2 separate regions of the Danio rerio genome follow, and region 1 is linked to region 2. The links are chromatin contacts, called in public Hi-C maps. All regions are on one chromosome and are shown on one strand. Each heading gives the region's core, a stretch centred on a gene start, on an enhancer-like site or on the middle of the called end of the contact. The rest is flanking DNA. Distances are from core to core; before and after follow the strand shown. Region 1 has its middle 9.8 kb from the start of six1b. Region 2 has its middle 37 kb from the start of prkchb.

Region 1 (6,263 bases), core at 1,696-4,195, 61 kb after region 2:
ACGAACAAGTGCGTTACATTGTCTCATCTTACAGGAAGTCATGTCTAATGGCATCACCACAGTGACTGTGCGTTTCTCAGACTGTCAATCGACCAGCATTGTGTTCTCTTACAAAATCACCTCAACGTTAACACTAACAATACGTGTATAATTGTTGCAATTATCTCCTGTAACTGGGAGTGGAAAAAATAACAGAGTTTTAAACTGTGCTACCCTAAAAGTACAATAAAGGGAACTAACTGTCAATGCAGAAAAAGTACAAACCGATGCCATGTTCCCTTATGCATTGACAAACGCTCACATTTGAGCAAACACACGTCATAAAAAGGTGGACTAAAGCCTGTGCTGCACACCTGCCTGTGCGTCATCTCCATGTACAGCTGATTTCAGATCAGCTTCTTCTCTGGGAAAGCATTTGTCTCTTATCCCCCTTTACTTACAATCATGGTTTGTGGAAAATCCATTCTAAAGAACAGAAACAAATCATTTTAGACAAGGTTGCGCAACAAATAATACATTTACTCAGTGAAAACTAGCGAGAGATAGGTTTAGCTTTTTTCTATATCTGTTAGGAAGATTATGTTACCTTTGGTATTTGGTATTTTAATTTGCTGTTAGTATCACAATCTAACTCTGGCCAAAGCACTTTCTGGTTCAGATAATTTTTTTTAAGTATTCCCTACAGCAGTGGTTCTCAAAGTGGGTTCGGGACCCCCCCGAGGGGTCATGGGACAATGAAGGGGGGTCAACTGGTGATTTCTAAAAGTATATTTATATTTATTAAACCACAATAATGACCATATTTTATCCATAACCCACTGAAGCGAAAAAAATAGTTGTTTATAGTTACTATAGTAGCTTATAGTTACAAGTTCTATTGGATTGTGACCCCTGGGGTAATTACATTATATTAAAGACACAGCAATAGCACCAGATGCAGCAGATTGATTTTATAACACTAGGTTAAACTTTCTGGCTCATTTACAGCACTGACATGCATAAAAAAATAAAACAAAGAAAAGATTTGGGTCTATTGGTGTGTGTACGCCATTGCATTCAAGGTTTCTGTATTCATGAGTCACTGGCATTGTCATTTTGGGGGTCGCAGCCTGTGCCTACACAGTACAGTAAATAAATACTATAAAACATATGGTGAAAAAAAAACTGGCAGCTGTGGTTGGCAGAATTTTACCATTACAAAAACCAGTAAAAATCAAAAAGATTTTTTAATAATTACATTAAACTACCACATTTCAGTAGTTTACAGTTATACACCAATGTTTTGAAGTACTAGATTTGTTATATGGACAAAAACACATCCAAAAGCATTTGGGGATGAGAAAGTCTTATAATGAACCAATGCTTAATCCCAAACAGTGAAACATACTAATATATAGACGATGCTCAATGTCATTCACACAACTACTAAACACCATCATGCACTCAAAAAATATTTAGGCCTAACAAATTAAATGTATGTATACTGATACTCCATTTGGATTACATTCAACGTAATTGAACTAACAAACCTGTGATTGATATTTGTTAGTTAAGCATAAATGAAACAAATTAAAACTAAATTAATGCAATAATATGAATAAATCCAATGCATTTTAAATGCTTCTTATTAAGTCATCTATTGTCTGGATTATGGATCTGCATCAATTTTGTCCCCATATATTAAGTAATCCAATCTCACATAATTGGAACTGCCTTTTTCTACAGTTAAATATATTTATATGTCATATTATATAATATATACAAAAAAATGTGCTACTTGTTGAAACTACTTACCTAAAAATGAGCTCCAACAACATAATTCTTGAGATTTTGTTGAGACAACTTAATTGTTTTATGTTCAATCCACTTACATTTGTAAAAACTAAAAAACTTACTTAAATCCTTCATGTTGTCCCAATATATAATATTCATATCTTTAAGCTGATTAAATTTAATAGCATTGTTTTAAAAGATGTAGATTGATTCTAAGAAATCACAAAAAAACTTACAAATGAAATTAAATCAAAAGGGTACAAACAGTTAATAATAGACTTCATTGTGATTTTTTTTTGAGTGTGGTACACAGATACAATTAAAGTAATGCAATAAACATTATTTATCAAAATTAGAGGTAACACTTTATTTTGAGGGTCCATTTGAGTATTAGTAGATTGTCTGCTTAATATCTGCTGATACTGCTCCTTCAAGGGACATTTAACTCACTATAAGAAACTTTGCAAGTACATGTCAACCTTGACTAACCCCAACCTAACAGTCTACTTATAATATAATGAGAATTAGTTGGCATGTAGATGCAATGTAACTTAAATTCAACAAATGGACCATAAAAATAAAGTGGGACCAAATTAGATGTAAAATGACATATCAACACATTACTGAACCAGAGCACTGTTAACAAATAAGCATAAAAAGTCAAGTGTCATGCAGAGACAGACATTTTACGGTTATAAATCATATATTAAGGAAACGTACTGTTTACCAGGTTCCATATTTTTACTGTAGCATTTTGACTTAATTTATTTTACTGTTGAAATCAATGATATTTTTTAACAGTGTACAGTAATATTCAATATAAATCAGTACTATTGCTTCAGAAGGTTTTTGGGGTCATTTTTGGTCTGCTGAAAAAAGTTATTTACTAATTCTAATAAGTTGCTTGTAAGCATTCAATCGAAGACCTGTGATATTCAGAGCTTAACAGAAGTTACTCCCATTTTTGCTAGAAAGCATCATGGGCTGCAGGAAAAAGGTGGATAGATTTGTCAAAAAGACAGCAAAATTACTCCATCAATTTGGCATTACTTCACGCTTTTATCAGTAAAAAGCCGAAGGTCACACGCTTTTTCCCAGCAGCCTGGACGGTCATGGTCTGTTCTGCGGAGCTGGGTAACGGATTACTTCCAAACGGTCACAGAGGCTCAGGTTTCAAAGCCAAGCCCCACTGATAAACGAGTGGAGGCAGTTGTCACCCAGGCAGGGAGTCCTCCATCAGCAGCGTCTGAAGAGTAAGAGGCCAAGAGTTTTTCACAGACTTGCTGCGAGCCTGGCGTCAGTCGCTCCAGGGTTCATGGAGCAGGTATTTAAGGGTGATGACCATGGAGGAGCCAGCGTGTAGAATGCCCAGGCTCATATAAATGGACATGCGTGTGTGTATTTGTGTTTGTGCACACTCACATTCACACATACAAAACACTGCCATTCTGTTCTTCAGGTATTGTAGACTATGGAAGGTGTGTCAGATTTTTAGCCCATCATTAATTCTGTTTATTTACTTAAGTAAATGTGTGTAAATCTATACTTATTCAGTTTTTAAATTCATTACAGTAATATTATTGACTAATGTGAAAATGTTCATCTGATTTATGTACAATGCATATATACAGTCGTATTTTCTGTCTTTTAGTAGAGATATGAGAGACTTGCTTTGTTTACAAAACAAAGTGAACCTAATTGGATTTGCATTTTAAACATTAAATAAAAGTTTAAAAGATATTATTTTTTATTTCATATATTAAGATTTTAGTTATGGTACTGCCAAAATAATTCTGCAGAAATCTGCAGATTTTTTAACAAAATTTTCAGCAGAAATAGCAAGAAACATCCGCAGATTCCGTCTGACACTAGTGTCATTTCTAATAACCGATTTATTTTATCTTTGCCATGATGCGGTAAATAATATTTGACTAGATATTTTTCAGGATGCTTTTATACAGCTTAAAGTGACATTTAAAGGGTTAACTGGGTCAATTAGGTTAACTAGGCAGGTGAGGGTAATTAGGCAAGTTATTGTATAATGATGGTTTGTTCTGTAGGCTATTGAAAAAATATAGCTAATAATAAGGGGCTAATAATTATGGCTTTTAAAAAAAATTTAAACTGCTTTTATTCTAGCCGAAATAAAACAAATAAGACTTTCTCCAGAAGAAACAATATAATCAGACATAATGTAAAAATTTCCTTGATCTAAACATAATTTGGGAAATATTTAAAAAAGAAAACAAAATTCAAAGGGGAGCTAATAATTCTGACTTCAACTGTATATTGGGCAGCATGGTGGTGCAGTGGGTAGCACAATCACCTTACAGCAAGAAGGTCACTGGTTCAGGTCCCGGCTGGGCATTTCTGTGTGGAGTTTGCATGTTCTCCCCGTGTTCGCGTGTGTTTCTTTCAGATGCACCTATGCACCCAGATGAATTGAACAAACTAATTTGGCCATATTTTTGGTGTGTGGATAAGTGTGTATAAGTGTTTCCCAGCACTGAGTTGCAGCTGGAAGGGCATTCGCAGTGTAAAACATATACTGGGTAAGATGGCGGTTCATTTCGCTGTGGTGACGCCTGATAAATAAGTGACTACATCTGCAGGAGAATGAATGAATGAATGAATGAATGAATGATTGAATGAATGAATGAATATATTAACAGCTTTTCAGGCTTTATGGTTATGTGCTTGAGAAAAATAAATTTTTTGCTTTATTCAGTAAACTTCTCATGACATTTCATCCAAATTTAAAATAAAAATGTTGTCATTTCAGCATATTTATTTGTTTTTTTGTTACATAAAAAATAACAAAGTTGCCTGCCATTCTTTCAGATGCGGTTATCTGAACACAACACCATTATTTTAAGAGTGAAAAAAATGTACATTTTGTGAGATGAAAAATCAACTAAATGACAATGTTATTTAAAGTTTGGAATAACTTTTATCAAAACTTTTACCTTAATATTAAAGAAACAAATCATATTAACATTTTATTCAAATCCATACTGAATAAATCCAGAGAAAGTTTCAAGTGCCTGTTTATTTTTTATGGCTGTAGGATTGAAGCTACCAAACTTAAACTTTACAGCTGTATCCACTGTATGAAAGAGAAAATATATTATACATATACAGTTGAAGTCAAACATTTTAAGGTCAAAAGTATTAGCCCCTTTGAGCTATATTTTTTTTGATAGTTTACAGAACAAACCATCATTATACAATAACTCGCCTAATTACCCTAACCTGCCTAGTTAACCTATTGAAACGTCACTTTAAGCTGTATTGACCTTATTCTAAAATGCGGAAGTGCGCCTGTTTTCGACTAGGAATAATAAACTGCAGAAAACGGTCAAACTACTTTCTCTATAAACAAGTGTTTGCATGACTATATAGACCAAGTAGAATAATATAATAAGGAAATATCAGTTTGCAAAATCAAACAGTGAAATTAGCAGTTTTTAATGTCTAAAAATGAATGGAAGTGAATGAGACTAGAAGTCTCGAGGCAAAAAGATTCAAATGGCTGCGCCCACTCGTCGGTGAAGAATAAGATGAACAGAAGTGTCTTGAAAAATATCTAGTCAAATATTATTTACTGTCATCATGACAAAGATAAAATAAATTAGTTATTAGAAATGAGTTAAAAAAACTATTATGTTTAGAAATGCGTAATATATATGCACAAACAAGTCACTACTCAAAAGTTTGTGGTGATATTAACAAAATGTGACACTACAGACATTTAAAATGCCTTTAGATCATTACAAACATATTTATCAGTACATGATTTCAATGTATCACTGAAGACTGGAGTAATGATGTTGAACCTTCAGATTTGCCACAGCAGGACTAAACTACATTTTTAAATATATTAAATTGTATTTTACATTAAACTGTAAAATCTATTGTTCTCCCTATTCTGTACAGCACGATGCTAACACATGTAGTGTTGAAAGTGCTTTATAATTAAGTTGAGTAAATTAGAAACAATAATTGAACATGTCAATATTATATAAAATAGTTTTACTCTATTTTTAATCTACTAAATGACTTTTAAACAGTAATGTTTAGTTAATGTCAGAATTATTAGCCCCCTGTGTGTTTCTCCTGATTTTTGTTTTATGAAGAAAAGATTTCTTTAACATTTCTAAACATAATAGTTTTAATAACTGATTTATTTTATCTTTGCCATGATGACAGTAAATAATATTTTACTAGATATTTTTAAGACACTTCTATACAGCTTAAAGTGACATTCAATGGCTTAAAGTGACATTTAAAGACTAGTTAAATATGTTAACTAGGCAGGTTAGGGTAATTAGGAAAGTTATTAATGATGATTTTGGTTTTGTTCAGTAGACTATCCCAAAAAAAAAAAATTAGCTTAAAGGGGTTAATAATTTTGACTTCTTACATTAAAAAAATAAATAAAAATAAAAACTACTTTTATTCTATTGTTTTATCTGAAATAAAACAATTCA
Region 2 (5,799 bases), core at 2,897-5,396:
AGAGAGAGAGAGAGAGAGAGAGAGAGAGAGAGAGAGAAGAGAGAGAAGAAAATGCTGACAGGGGGATGCAGTAAGACGAGAACAGCATGGCACAGTGTAAATGGAGTTGGCACCGTACAGAGAGAGCAAAGAGGTTCAAAGTAACTGAACAACTTGCTGGCACTGTTTGGCCACAAAGCCTTTCTGCAGCTATGGAGGACTCAGAACAGCTCAAATACAAATCTTTCAATTCAACAGCATTGTTTGCGATATGTACTGTAACTCTATACCCAGGGGTCGAATTGAAAATCATGAAATTAAAAGGGACAATTAGGGGTCACACTTTATTTTGATGGTCCGTTTGTTGAATTTAAGTTACATACTTTACATGCCAACTATTTCTTATTAGTTTATTATTAGACTGTTAGGTTGGGGTTAGCGTAGGTTGATATGTACTTGTAAAATTTCTTATAGCCAGTTAAATGTCTAGGCGACGTAGTGGCGCAGTAGGTAGTGCTGTCGCTTCACAGCAAGAAGTTCGCTGGGTCGCTGGTTCGATCCTCGGCTCAGTTGGCGTTTCGGTGTGGAGTTTGCATGTTCTCCCTGCATTCGCGTGGGTTTGCATGTTATTTAAAATGAAACTATTCAGATGGCGCTCTGTGGCAGGGCAAAAATATGAACAGTGTCCTGAGTTGTAGCTGGACGCCGCGAACAGCTTCCAACTTGAGGTGTCGGTGTGCGTACCTTGATAGAAATCTATGTTTAGAATTCTAAAATGCATGGAGGGATGCGTAGCACATCAATGAGCGGTGCATCCGATGTGCGACCCTCTTAAAGTTAACAACTTATTGATTAAATTGAGGCTATATGGTGGCTCAGTGGTTAGCACTGTTGCATCACAGCAAGAAGGTCGCTGGTTCGAGTCCCAGCTGTATTAGTTGGCATGTCTTTGTGGAGTTTGCATGTTCTCCCCATGTTGACGTGGGTTTCCTCTGGGTGCTTCTTTTCCCCCACAGTCCAAAGACATGCGGTACAGGTGAATTGGGTAGGCTAAATTGTCCATAGTGTATGAGTGTGTGTGTGAATGTGGGTGTGGAACATCCCAGAGATGGTTTGCGGCTGGAAGGGCATCCACTGCGTAAAAATGTGCTGGATAAGTTGGCGGTTCATTCCGCTGTGGCGACCCTGGATTAATAAAGGGACTAAGCCGACAAGAAAATTAATGAATGAGTTAAATGTCTATTGAATGTGCGGCATTGATGTTAAGCAGACGATTTACTAATACTCAAATGGACCATCAAAATAAAGTGTTACTTAATAAAGTATTGACAATGTAAGTCTTGAATTACCAGAAACTGTTTGAGTGACTAAATACAAATTTTTCTTTTTATTTACAACACTTATCTTTGTTTACCTTATGTAGCCCAACTATACAAGCTTTTTTATATAAACTGAAATAATATCAAGAAGAATATCTTACAATCAGATGAAATCAAAAAAAAATCTTCTGACACAACAGGGATGGCAAAGAAAAAAACAAAGTTAGCATTTAGATAAATTTACCATTTAGCAAGGCGAAGGAGGTGGCATGAAGGCAATGAAACTCATAATAAAAATGCCATGAGATTTGTAACTAAAACTGCCAGTAGGTGAAGCCAAGTTTCCGTCTTTATCACTAAATGCATTTTTGAGAAACAGAGAAACGTTTGGACAACAATGATTCTAAAAATGCATCACATTATTTGTGTTCTGATTTTAGGCATAATAATAGTGGCTCATTTTAAAAACAGCAAACCTAAAATTAGATATTAACGACGAAACTTGGGTTGCGCAAAATGACGCAATGAATTCTGATTGGTCAATCGTCATTGTGTTTGAATCATAAATGAACATAAATAGAGAATTTTAATATTTAATTTGCATAAGTTTTACATTAAACACACTTTTGTTATTCTAAAGGGGATGGTGATGGGGGGATAGTGGTTTTACAAAGGGGATGCTTTTTGTCATTTTTCCATAAGGGGGATACTATCCTCTCGCATCCCCCCTCAATTCGAACACTGTCTATAACACAAAACTATTTGTAAGTCTCTATTTCTTAAAAATTAAGATTTTTACATTAACTGAAAACAAATCAATGAATGAATAAGCTTTCCACTGATGTATATTTTATTACTGTAAAAAATATATATGCACATATAGACCTGACAGCATGTTTTAGTTCATTGTAACTTGTTAATAATCAAACTAAAACAACTTGACTTAAAAGTTATTCATGTTCTAACCTAATTGTATACGTTATGCATGCAGTTTTAAGTCAGTTGAACATAATATAAGTTCAACAGACTCAATAGGTTAATTTGATTTGGCTTAAAATTTTAAGGAAACCAGAATTTTTTTACAGTGGAGGATGTGACAAGCTTTGGAGGACGCCATCATTTGAGAAATTGTAATCTGTGGAAAAAAAATCTAAATATTGAGAAAATTGTCTTTAAAGCTTTCTATAAAAGTCCTTATTAATTCATATTTTACTAATCAAAAATGTATGTATTAGCAATAGCAAATGAACACAATATCTTCAAGAAACATATTTACTTAATATTCAGATGAAAAATCAACAATTTTGATCCATAAAATGTATTTATGGCTATTTTTATGATGTTTTACAACCATTTTACTTATATTTTGAATTTTTCAAATATAAAGTCTTAGGATTTAAGACAATTCAAAAACACTACACTCAAAAAATGACTTGCTGCTTGTTCAAACTACTTATTTTAAATGAAACAACAAGATTGTTACATTTTATTTTGTGACAACTTGATTCTTTTATGTTAAATCAACTTAAATATGTAAAACTTATGATTTGATTTGAACATAAAGACATTTTGTGGAACTCAGCATTTTTTTACAGTGAAATACATATTGTCTTTAGTTCAGATATACAATATATATATACAAAATCTGATGAATTAAATATAAAGCATTTTTATCAAAATAATACAGAGAATAAATAAGCAAAGTAGGACAATGGCCCTGTGGAAATAATCATCATTTAATTATTCCTTAGTATCAGCAACTAACAAAGTATAAAACAAATAGTTTTAACAGGATATGAACTGTGGGTTTATTAGTTTAAATAAACTATGAATAATAAGTATAAAAAATAGTTCAGTTTAAATAATTCGAATAAGCATTTTCCTGTAAATGTGTGTGTGTGAATAAAGTATGTATGGATGCATCCCAGAACTGAGTTGCAGCTGGAAGGGTGTCCGCTGTGTAAAACTGGATAAGTTGGCAGTTCATTCTGCTGTAGCGTCCCTGATGAATAAATAGACTAAGCCGAAGGGAAATAAATGAATGAATTTTCCCTTAAATAAGGTCTGGGATGTTTGAGCTTTACCAGACATCACTGCAATCATGCTAACAATTCACATTAATGCTGCAGGTATGACAACTGCATTTAAAAAAGTATGTTAAAATATCTAAAAATACCATTGTTCATTGCTAATTGATCTTAATCATAAAATAAAAACAACTATAAAAATGGCATGTATAAATATATGTTCAAATACATTAAGAATCATTTAAATAACCGGGATTCATATTGTTCATTGTTACCATGATACTCAATGCATTAACTAATGTCATTGTAATGTGCTACCACATTCATAAATAAAAATAAACGTAAGTCCATATCAAATTTAATACTACTAATATGAAGAAGAAAGCTCAAAGTTTGCTAAAGGACCCCACATGCTTCACATCAAACCAAGGTTTCACTTCATCCGAACCAGACGCCAATATAACTTCCAAACAGCCAACCTTTGACCTCAAATTACACTAATACTTCCTGTTTGAATTACCGCATATCTGTAGCACAGATCGACGTGAGGGAATCCCAAAACACAGAGATATACAACCAGAGGAGGCTAATAATGGGAATAAATGTAGCAGGGCGATGATCGGACACATGAATATGGAGATTTGGCTGTGGAGTTAAGCAAAACTTAAAAGGAGATTATCTCTGAGAGGCCATCAGCGTATTGATTTGCTCAGAAGATTTTTTTTCTCTGTCAAAGCTTCAAGGCTATTTTCAGCTCAACGCGGGCGGCTGTCCTTCCTGGTTTGATCCCCAAGGCAACCGATGTGGTCATTCCTTCCAGAAAATGGAGAGCAATGTGAAACCAAACACCGACTGGGGCCCCTGAAAAACCTGTGTGTGTGTGTGTGTGTGTGTGTGATCGAGTAGGTGTACGTTATGATTGGAAATGGAAAAGAATGTCAGGTTTTGTTTACTTAAAGTAGAATGTATCTGGTATTTGTCTGTATCCATGAATTAATTTGTTGTGTTTTTTTTTATTTCTTTATAAAATATTTCGCATTTAAAGGAATGCCACCCAGAACTGAACACTCTGTCAAAAATTACTCTCTCTTTGCTTGTCTTGTTTTTTTTTCTCCCCTGTGAAACACAAAAGAACCTATTTTTAAAAATGTTGGTAACCGGTGACCATTGACTTCCATAGTTTCTGTATTTCCTACTATGTCAAAGGGTACCACTTTCTAACATTCTTCAAAATAACTTATTTTGTGATCAAATCTAAAAACAAAAGGTTTGGAACCAATTGATGGTGGGTGAATTGTGAGTAAAATATTTTTTGGGGGTGTACTGTCCATTTAAAAACACTACAATTAAACTTAAATATTTAGACTTATATTTATCTAAATATTTAGACTTAAATATTCTGGGTTGTTTTAGCCGCAATATAGATTGAATATGGACAAGCCAAACAAGGGTTTTTCATTTTCTTTTCGGCTTAGTCCCTTTATTAATCAGGCGTCGCCACAGTGGACTGAACCGCCAACTTATCCAGCACATGTTTTACGCAGTGAATGCCCTTCCAGCTGCAACCAAACACTGGTAAACACCCATACACTCTTGCATTCACACACACTATATGGCCAATTCAGTTTATTCAATTCACCTGTACTGCATGTCTTTGGGCTGTGGGGGAAACTAGAGCACCCAGAGGAAACCCACCAAACAAGGGGAGAACATAAAAACTCCAAACAAAAATGCCAACTGACCCATCCAGGGCTTGAACCAGTGACCTTCTTGCTTTGAGGTAATCGTGCTACCCACTGTGCCACCATGACACCCTAACAAGTGTTAATTTATTTTTTTTTTAAATTACATTTCTAACCCAAAAGTTCAATTCCTATTAAAATAATCAAGCATTTTTAGAATGTAAATAAAGTAATCAAATATTCTCTCATGTTTCATCTTGGAATTATTTCCATAAATGTATAAAAATTGTTAATTTAATTTTGTTAAGCAATGCTCATACCAGCATAAAACCAACACATACATGTATTGTATAGTATAGCCATACGGCCCAATGAATGCAGTTTATCCATGATTTAGGATGAAATATAGGAGATGTTTACATGATGATGCACTGAAAAGTTTTCCTCTGCATTTTTGAAAAGGTTTTGTTTCCAAAATTATCCCTATTCAGATAGATCCATTGAATATTTGTAAAAACGCTATACATATAAAAAAAAACAAACAAAAAAAAAAAACATTTAGGTCAATTATCCCAGTGGCTGGAAATAATTGACTCAGTTTTGTGGGGGTCACGGGACAAAGACAGGGGGTCACTTGGTTATTTACAAAAGTCTAATAAATTTGATTAAGTTATAAGAATTACCATATTTTATCCATAACTCAAAAAAGATAAAAGAGTCGTTTTAATGGTAAAAAACAACATGAAAAGCCATCAGCCTTTATTTTTTTTTCATAGTGTGTTTATGTTAGAT

Evidence for each region. Hi-C and Micro-C count contacts between places; a contact is called where the count stands out from the background.
Region 1: a Hi-C map of embryo shows a contact between it and region 2, with 2.1 times the contacts expected there. The contact joins two enhancer-like sites. A contact is called at or near these places in 5 of 18 Hi-C or Micro-C datasets (caudal fin, embryo, hematopoietic stem cells and 1 more).

The regions. Positions count from the first base shown.
Region 1 is chr20:23,049,131-23,055,393 of GRCz12tu, forward strand. It overlaps a transcript of prkchb not described here. Among named protein-coding and RNA genes, the nearest start is that of six1b, 9.8 kb to the left of the region's middle. Within about 2 kb of position 2,946, at least 15 of the 62 cell types and tissues checked have an H3K27ac peak or open chromatin away from gene starts, as enhancers often do.
Region 2 is chr20:22,986,900-22,992,698 of GRCz12tu, forward strand. It overlaps a transcript of prkchb not described here. Among named protein-coding and RNA genes, the nearest start is that of prkchb, 37 kb to the left of the region's middle. Within about 2 kb of position 4,147, at least 10 of the 62 cell types and tissues checked have an H3K27ac peak or open chromatin away from gene starts, as enhancers often do.